Regions from separate parts of the Sus scrofa genome. Here region 2 is linked to region 1. A link is a contact called in public HiChIP or PLAC-seq data. All regions are on one chromosome and are shown on one strand. The core of a region is the stretch at or near the end of the contact, and the rest is flanking DNA. Distances in the headings are between cores, read along the strand shown. Region 1 overlaps PDE7B (cAMP-specific 3',5'-cyclic phosphodiesterase 7B). Region 2 has its middle 32 kb from the start of AHI1.

What was found. HiChIP or PLAC-seq counts read pairs in DNA pulled down with a chosen protein or histone mark.
Region 2: a contact with region 1 is called in an H3K27ac HiChIP or PLAC-seq map of skeletal muscle, with 10 times the contacts expected there. The contact joins two enhancer-like sites. A contact is called at or near these places in 2 of 47 Hi-C or Micro-C datasets (both in skeletal muscle) and 1 of 2 datasets of contacts at active chromatin or transcription factors (skeletal muscle).

The regions. Positions count from the first base shown.
Region 1 is chr1:28,007,165-28,011,543 of Sscrofa11.1, forward strand. It overlaps PDE7B (cAMP-specific 3',5'-cyclic phosphodiesterase 7B), which reads right to left. Exons shown (of 14, transcript XM_021087561.1): 5 at 1,009-1,160. Among named protein-coding and RNA genes, the nearest start is that of MTFR2, 100 kb to the left of the region's middle. Within about 2 kb of position 2,132, at least 3 of the 83 cell types and tissues checked have an H3K27ac peak or open chromatin away from gene starts, as enhancers often do. A contact at or near this core is called in skeletal muscle, where this site is marked.
Region 2 is chr1:28,532,581-28,536,959 of Sscrofa11.1, forward strand. No RefSeq gene overlaps it. Among named protein-coding and RNA genes, the nearest start is that of AHI1, 32 kb to the right of the region's middle. Within about 2 kb of position 2,136, at least 4 of the 83 cell types and tissues checked have an H3K27ac peak or open chromatin away from gene starts, as enhancers often do. A contact at or near this core is called in skeletal muscle, where this site is marked.

The DNA of each region.
Region 1 (4,379 bases), core at 882-3,381:
TCTTAATAGTATATGCCATTGGAATGTATTTCTTTTTTTTTTTTTTTTGTCTTTTTGCTATTTCTTTGGGCCGCTCCCGCGGCACATGGAGGTTCCCAGGCTAGGGGTCAAATCGGAGCTGTAGCCGCTGGCCTACGCAAGAGCCACAGCAACGCGGGATCTGAGCCGTGTCTGCAACCTACACCACAGCTCACGGCAACGCCGGATCGTTAACCCACTGAGCAAGGGCAGGGACCGAACCTGCAACCTCATGGTTCCTAGTCTGATTCGTTAACCACTGCACCACGACGGGAACTCCTGGAATGTATTTCTTAATAGTACATAGATGCATAATATTCCTTAGCATGTGAACTATAAGATATTATCTTTGACTTCTGTTTAAACTGAGGCAGTTTATTCTTGAAATTTAAATTCCTTTGGGAGTTTGGGCTAGAAATAACCTGTGAACTTCTCTTAGCTTGTCACACCTTAGATTTCTACCCTCTGTTGGATCAATACATTGCAGCAGTAATTGTAAAATTAGTAAACATTATTTGGATGAATTAAAAATTATAAAAAACCCCCCAATGCACTATATTGATAGTCTGAAGTGAAATTAAGAGTTGGTAATTACTGGGTTAATTTCAGAGTAGCTACAATGGTGAGGTAATTCAAAGTGTTAAAAAAAATGTAATTATTCCTTCATTGGAAATAGATCAGTCCAAAATATTGTTTCACTTAGTGGTGTAGAAATATATCGTGCACATGTATAAAAATGAAAATAGCTAGCATGTGCTGTTTTAAGTGTGTAAGCATGTTAAGTGTATCAGCATGCTTTTCCTTATATAATTCCTGCACTACCTCTATGGGGTGAGTGTTTCTATTAATTTCACTTTATATTTAAGGGAAAAGTCCAGATGTGTTGAAGTCAGAGGCACAGAGCTCCTCAGTGGTAGAAAGAGGACTTGAACCCAGGTGCTCTCAGCACCCTTGGCTGGGTGCGAGGTGACAGAGGGGCAACCAGCTCACCCTTGCTTGTCCAAGGTAGTCTTCATCCAGCAGGTGGAGGGGGGCTTGTGGGATAATTCCACGAAGCAGCCTTGATGCATGGAAGTATCTCTGAAAGCTTAACAGTCTTTTCACCTTTTTCTTGGTGCCAATTTCCCCTGAGTGTGTTGTATCTGTGGAAAATAATCAAATTCAGAAGTTATATATTTAAAAAGCCCAATTTTTCTCCACTCTGTAAAAATACAATATACTATAAAGGAGAGAAATGTAAAAGATGCTCTCAATTTTTTTTTTTTTAATGGTCATACCCACAGTATATGGAAGTTCCTGGGCCAGAGATTGAATGTGAGCTGCAGCTGCCTGCAACGCCAGATCCTTTAACCCACTGTGCCTGGCAGGGGTTTGAACCCGCACCTCTACAGTGACCCAAGTGCTGCAGTCAGATTCTTAACCCACTGCACCACAGTGGGAATTTCTCAATACTTTCTCAAATACAGATCATTTAGGCCTGCACTTGGAATTCTTCCAGAACAAAAATATTTCTTATATGTTAACTTTCATTAAAATGTTGAGATATATGTGTAACTGGGTCACTTTGCTGTACAGCAGAAATTGACAGATCATTGTAAATCAACTATAATAAAAATTTTTTTAAAATGCTGAGATAGTTCTGACTATAATTTTGGAAGACATGAAATATACAAATTAAAGACTGGTCAGTCTAGTGAGTGAGTTCACTACTTCTGCATGCACTTAAGGAATAGTTATGCTTTTTTTCTGCTATACTGGAACTGAAGTTCCAAAATTTAGACCATGGTATCTTCCTACACTTTCCCTGGTCTGATGATATCATTCACCTGAATTAGAAGAGTTGAGAACACACGAGCTTAGACATGAGGAAATGTTTCTTAAGGTCCCAAGAACATCGGCAGCAAAGGAATTAAAAATCTCAGCACAAAAGTGACCTAGATTCTGGTGACATGAAGCAGAGAGGGTGTTTATTTTCTAATGGAGTATATTCTCTTTCACTGGAGGCCGTAAAAATCCGATCCTGTCAGTAGAGATATTTTAATACTCCTATCACATGTGCCTTTGAAAACTTGACTGTTGACATCATGGTCATTGTCCAGAAATACCCCAAGCACATTATTTGAATGTCTGTCAAGGTATGTCTTATCTCAGCTGAAATTCTATGACTCACTCAGCCCCATGAGTGACGTCTGCTGCCAATTTTGGATTTGGAGTCAGTTGAACAGTTCTAGTAGGAATATGCACAGTTCATATATTAAGAAATTTGGTTTCTCTCATGCTGCCTCCCATCTTCCTCTTTCCTCTAGAAAATCAAAATCACAATGGATTTTAGAAGCAGAGGAATCAATGTGGCAACCTTCTTAGCAAGGTGGCACTCCTCAGTGGCAGGGCATGACCCAAATCAGTTCTTTATTTAGGTTGTTTTATGCATCTAAGATTTAATCAGGGCAGACAAACCCTACCACTTTCTGAAAATGCCACCTGATTGAATTTCTTTTTATTTTAAAATGGTTCTAGAGTTCATGTGTGGAATTATGTAAACAAGAACACAAAGAGATAAGAGGAGTAAACTGAAGTTGGGTGCTTAGGTGAACATCAGTATTAAAAATGGTATATGATATGTGGACTCAATCCTACTGATGGGTTCTCTCATATTCTATGTTTATCAAGTCAAAGTACAGGATGAAATGACCTATTCCTTTAAAATAATGTTTTGAGTGTTCCTAAGAGACAGGCATGTTCTAGATGCTTGGTGAGATCCTTCAGTTCTAGATCCTCCAATGAGCAAAACAAAGATCCTTGTCTTCAAGAAGTTTGCACTGCAGCATAGATAGAAAGAACCAATAAACATAAAGGAGAAGTAATTCATAAAGATGAGTTAGAAGCTGGTAAGGGCAATGGGAAAAAAATGAAAGCAGGGGAATGCAGGATCTGGCCTCGTTAGAGGTACAATTTGATCAAAACTTGAGGGACGTCAGGGAGCTGTCCAACCAGATATCTGGGAAAATGCCTTTCTTACAGAGGAACTAGCTCTGATCACCCTAGAGTGGGATTGTGCCTGGCTTTCTGGTACCTGGGATGAGCAGAAGTTCAGTGTGGGTGGGAAGGAGGGAAAAAGGGAGGAGTGAAGAATGAGGTCTTAGAACAAAGCAGAGGTGGGTGTGAGAATCATTGCCAAGCTGTTGCAATGCTTTGAGCTCTACTCTCAGTGAAATGTGGAACCACTGCAAAGTTTTGAGGGGAAGAGTAATATGGAAGGACTTAACATTTAAAAAGGGTCACCATGGCTTCTGAGTTGAGAACAGATTATGGCAGCAAGCTTTGATGCAATAAGACCTGTTATGAGGATACTGGAATAATCCAGGTTAAAACTTGGGGGTAGCAGTGGAGGGTGTAAAAGTGGACGGATTCTGAATATATTTTGAGGACCTCAAAGTTTTTGGCTTGAGTAACTGGGGGAATGGAGCTGCCATCACCTGAGTTGGGGAAGGCTACAGGTGGAGTGGATGTCAGGTGGATTTCAGTTTTGTGCATGTTGAATTTGTATGTCCATTGGAGAGTCAGGTGAAGATGTCAAGTAGAAATAAGTGGACATAAAACCCAGGGCTTGGGAAAAAGACTGGGTTTGAGATATACATTTGGGAGTTGTCAGATGAGATTACCTAGGGAGTGAGTATAGATACAGATGACAAAAGTGTTCTGATGTCTGAGTTCTGGAGTACTTCAACTTAAAAAGGGTGTGGAGAAGAGTAGAGAGAATCAAAGGAGACTGAGAAGAAGCATCCTGTGGGGATGGAGGAAAAACCAAGAGAGCATCATCTCCCGGGAGTCTAGTGAAGACAATATTGCAAAAAGGAAGGTGTGATCCTCAGTATCAAATGCTGCTAACAGATCAAGTAAAGTCCAAGAATTGACCATGGGTGTATCAATATGTCAAAATTCATTGAACTATGTGCTTAAAAGAGCATATTTTATTGTATACTCAGCAACAGCAATACTCAGTAGCAACAAGCATATCTAGCACTAAATTTTATCATTTAAATTCAATCTATCACTATAAGGAACAAAATAACCTTGGCAAAATGGCCAAGTCTAGGACTACAGCAGGCAGACTACAAGATGAACTATAACTTCATGTAATGCTAGAAAATAAAGGAGCTCAAAAAATGATGGGCTTACAGGAAAGTGACAGAGGAGACAATGTATAGGGGGTCTCTCTGAACAAATACAGGAAAGTCTGAAACTCAACATGAGTGATGGAAGAATGGATTATAAACCATTGTAACAAGACTCCACTAGTCCACACTGGTAGTAAGCAAGCAAGCAAGTAAATAAATATGGAGAGGGGAAAGCTCTTCCCT
Region 2 (4,379 bases), core at 886-3,385, 530 kb after region 1:
TCCTCTCTGCAGTGCCCTGTTACGGGTTGAACTGTGTCTTCCAAAAATTTGTGTTAAACTCTTAACCCCTAGTACCTTGGAATGTGAACTTATTTGGAAAGAGGGTCACTGAGAGTGTAATTAAGTTAATTAGTGAAGTTCATATGCGGTCATTAGGGTGGGACCTAATCCAATATGACAGGTGTCTTTATGACAAAGGGGAAATTTGGACACAGACACACACAGGGAGAACATCGTGTGAAGATGAAGAAAGAGCTCACAGAGATGCTTCTACAAGCCAAAGATTGCCAACAAAACACCAGGAGCTGGGTGGGAAGCTTGGAACAGATTGTCTCTCACAGCCCTCAGAAGAAATTCTGCCTCCAAATGCAGAAATTCTGTGTAAATTTCAAGACTTTGGACTCAAGACCAAAGCATTAATTCTTACCTGAATCTCCAGCTTCCCAACTTGCTCTAGAGATTTAGGATTTTCCAGCCCTCCAAAGCATATGACCCAATTCCTTAAAATCCCTCTGTCTCTCTCTCTATGCATATATATCTAAACATGTAGATAAACCACATATCCTAGTGTTTCTGTTTCTCTGGAGAACCCTAATACATCCCCTTCCTGCTTCTCACCCCACTTCTGCTGAGTGAACTCAAACCCCATTATTGCCATTGAAGACCTTTCCCACATGCTCAGGATACCTTTTCCCCTGTAATTCACTGGTCTATACAATCTAGCCAGGTGACAATATCCCCTGCTCTCCCACTTCCATAGTTTTGTTTACACATTATTTCCACTCAGCATAAAAATAAATTATCATATGGGATGAGCACGCCAAATTGTGAAACATAATCATGGTCTTCTTTTTGTGATTTTAACAACCATAATACTGATTTCAAGGAATTTTATTCTTTCCTTAAAAAGTTGGTAAGAATACACACATTCAGACAGAATCTCCCTTTAAAATTTGCCTCAAATATAAAAGAATTATCTAACTCTTCAAATACTTTCCTCTTCTTTCCTTGTTTTTCAAAGATGTCCATGTGCCTCCTCTCATTCTGAAAAAACCCTGCCATCCCACTAACTTGTTTAAATCTTATCTCCTTTCCTGATTACCTCAAGAGCAGGGTTTCTCAACCTTGCCACTACTGTTGATATTTGGGGATAGAGAATTCTCTGTTGGGGTGGGACCCTCCTTTGCATTGTAGGATATTTAGCAGCATCTCTGGCCTGCTCACACTAGATTCCAATAGCACCCCTTCCTCGTTTCTCCACCCCACCAGAAATGACGGCCAGAAATGTCTCCAGAACTTGTCAAATACCCTCGTGGGCAAAACAGCCCCTGATTGAGAACCACTGACCCATAAGACACCTACTTTCCTTTGGGCCAGAAGTAACATCGAGGGCCTCCTGTTACTTTGCCAGTGAAAAGCTTTCACCATAGCTCACTTTCTGTTTTCTCACCTCCCTTTTTTCCCTGAGTGAAGGATGAGAAAAACAGGAGATTTTAGAAATACAATAGATTAATCACATTGTCCTTTGTTTGGTTGAAGAAGAATTATTCAGCACAGCTGTTGTGTTAATATTTCCACAAAACCTGCTATGTATTAGAGGAGGGAAACAATTATACAGATTAATGTATTCTTGTTCTACTATCTCATTGGTTCCATGGTAAAGAAAATGAAAATCTCTCTTAAGAGCTTCCTAATGAAACCTGTGATTCACCCTTTCTCAATCAAGAATAGACCTCATAATCAAATGAATAAAAAAGTTTTTCAAAATGAACAGCAATGTTGCAATGAAGCAAAATCTAGAAACATGAAATACAAATAACCTGTGCTAACACTTGCATGCTGTTGGCTGCTGGTGTGCAGCCAAAATGTCACTGTCGTACTTGGAATGACTGAGAAGTGAAGTCAGCTCTTGATTTTCCAAACTAACAGACAAATATATCTGACCTAGAAGGTCATCAATCTTCATCCATAAACTCAGGTTGCGAGAAATTGTCTTCTTTGACTCAATTTAATTTCCATGTTAAACTCTGATGTTGCAGGAGGAGCAAAAGGTCGTGAAAATTCTATTCAATAAATTTAGAACTCTTCTCTCTCAAAACTCTACCTGGGAATTTTGCCACTTCTCTGGGTTTCTGTCAAAGCAGGGCCGGCCAGACTGGCTGTACCATGGAGGGAGAGAAGGAGGAGTACAAACGGAGGCCTGAGGGCTATAGTTCATCTCCCCGTCTAGCACCCTCACACCACACACCCCTGCCAGCTTCCCCTGGATCTACCCAGGCCTACCTAGGCATGGCAGTGCAGCCCACACACCACATAGTAGAGGCCAGAGAAGGTGCAGAAAGCTTCCTGGGTCCAGTCAGAGAACCTAAGAAAGATGCCCTCGCCAGGCCGCCAGCAGTTCAGAAACCCTCTGTCTAAGGCCCATCCATTTGTATTGCCATTACCCTCTCTCTTTCAATTTTCCCTTTCTTTCCTGTATATACTCTGGAGAATCTTTCCTTCTTCAGAAGCAAAAAGCAACCCTTACAAGTGGTATTTCATGCAAATAATTTGTCCACACCCAGAGGCGTGCCATCACTTTAAAGGTGTGGGTCTCTTTGGTTTCTTTATTTTGTTTCCTACCATGTCACAACCTTTCCCTAGGTTACTAAGCAAAAACATGCTTTGCAGCTTAAGTGGCAGGGTGTGGATTTAATAAGAAAAAAAATAGATTTAAATTTCTAAAAATATTAAAATCAAAATATTACATGTATTTATAGTCTTATTTGACTGTAAGTTTATATTTGATATTGAAGCGTCTATACAAGATAAAGCATGTAGTATATGGGTAATTCCAGTACGAGAATATAAAAATCCTAAGTCCTGAAGACCCCTGGTATTTATACCTAGGGAAGACATAGACATGTAATAAAAGTGAAAGTCTTAGACACTAATTTCATCTCTTGAGCTTCTAGGATTTCTCCCAGAACAGGACAAATTCAGGTCTTAGAGGGCGCTATTAGGATGGATTTTGCATCTTCTGCCAGGTGTCTGCTGTTTTCACCATAAGGCAAAGATCTTGGGAACTAATTAATCCTGTTCCCTCCACACCTAAAGCGGGATTTCTTCAAAATGACTTTATCCCTTAAGTTTCTTTGGCTACAAGCAACAAAAACCAATTCTAGCTAATTTAAGATTTTAAATAAGGTATTGACTTCAAGAGCTGAAAATTCCAGAGCTGGAATGGTTTCAGACAAATCTGTCTAGGACTTCATCTTTAAGGGTCTTGACATCCTCAGGTTCTCACCTGAGGCAGTGGCTTCCTCAACTGCTCACACAAAGGTCTAGATCTTTAATCCTGGGTCTTGTGCTAAACTTGCCTTGCAATCATGGGAACACAATCATACTCTGACAGTCTTAGGCAAGGGATAGCAAACTTTTTCTATGAAGAGCTAGATAGTAGATATTTTTCACTTTGCAGGTCATATGATTTCTATCATAACTACTTAGCCCTTGTAGCACAAAAGTGGCCTTACATATATGAATGAGTATGGTGGTGTTACCATAAAACTTTATTTACGGACCCTGAAATTAGAACTTTATATAATTTTCATATATCAGGAGATGCTATTCTTTAGATTTTTTTTGCAACCATTTGTACAAATGATTCTTAACTCATAAGCTTTTATAAAACAGGCAACATGCTTGACTTGACCCCATGGGCAGTAGTTTGCCCACCTCTGCTCTGAGGAACCCACCTTACTTGAAGCTCATAGACTGAGAATGAAGAAATAGATCCCTCTAAGCAAATACGTGCTGGGCAAGAAATACAACATACTTACACCCGACCATCATGATGTGTCACAATTTTAGGCCAGGAGAGCTTGACAAGTCATTGTGCAGTGAACTCATAGCATTCATCCTAAAGCTAGAAGCATAACAAATGGCCCACCTCCAGCTCCTCACTGCTGCTCTAAACCCCCACTGCTCACTACTAGAGTTTTCCAGGAAGCAGAGCCCATCCAAAGGTATATTTTCTGTGGCATCAGCAAAACAACCAAGTCACCAATCAGGATAGCTCTGCACATTCTGGACATGGACCACATGGGCAGTGCCCATTTGCGTGTTACCGACGCCAAGAAATCATATGGTTTGGGGCTAATCCACATATCCTTGCATTTATTCAACAAAGAGCCAGTTAGTGATCACCTATTGTTCTAGACTCTGGAGATACAGCAGAGAACAGAAGAAGAAAAAACCCCACTCTCCTGGAGCTTATTAATTAATTAAAAATAAATGGAGGGAGTGCTCCTGGTGACTCAGGGGGTTAAGGATCCTTCATTATCACTGCTATGGCTCTGGTCACTGCTGTGGTGAGGGTTCAATCCCTGAGCTGGTAA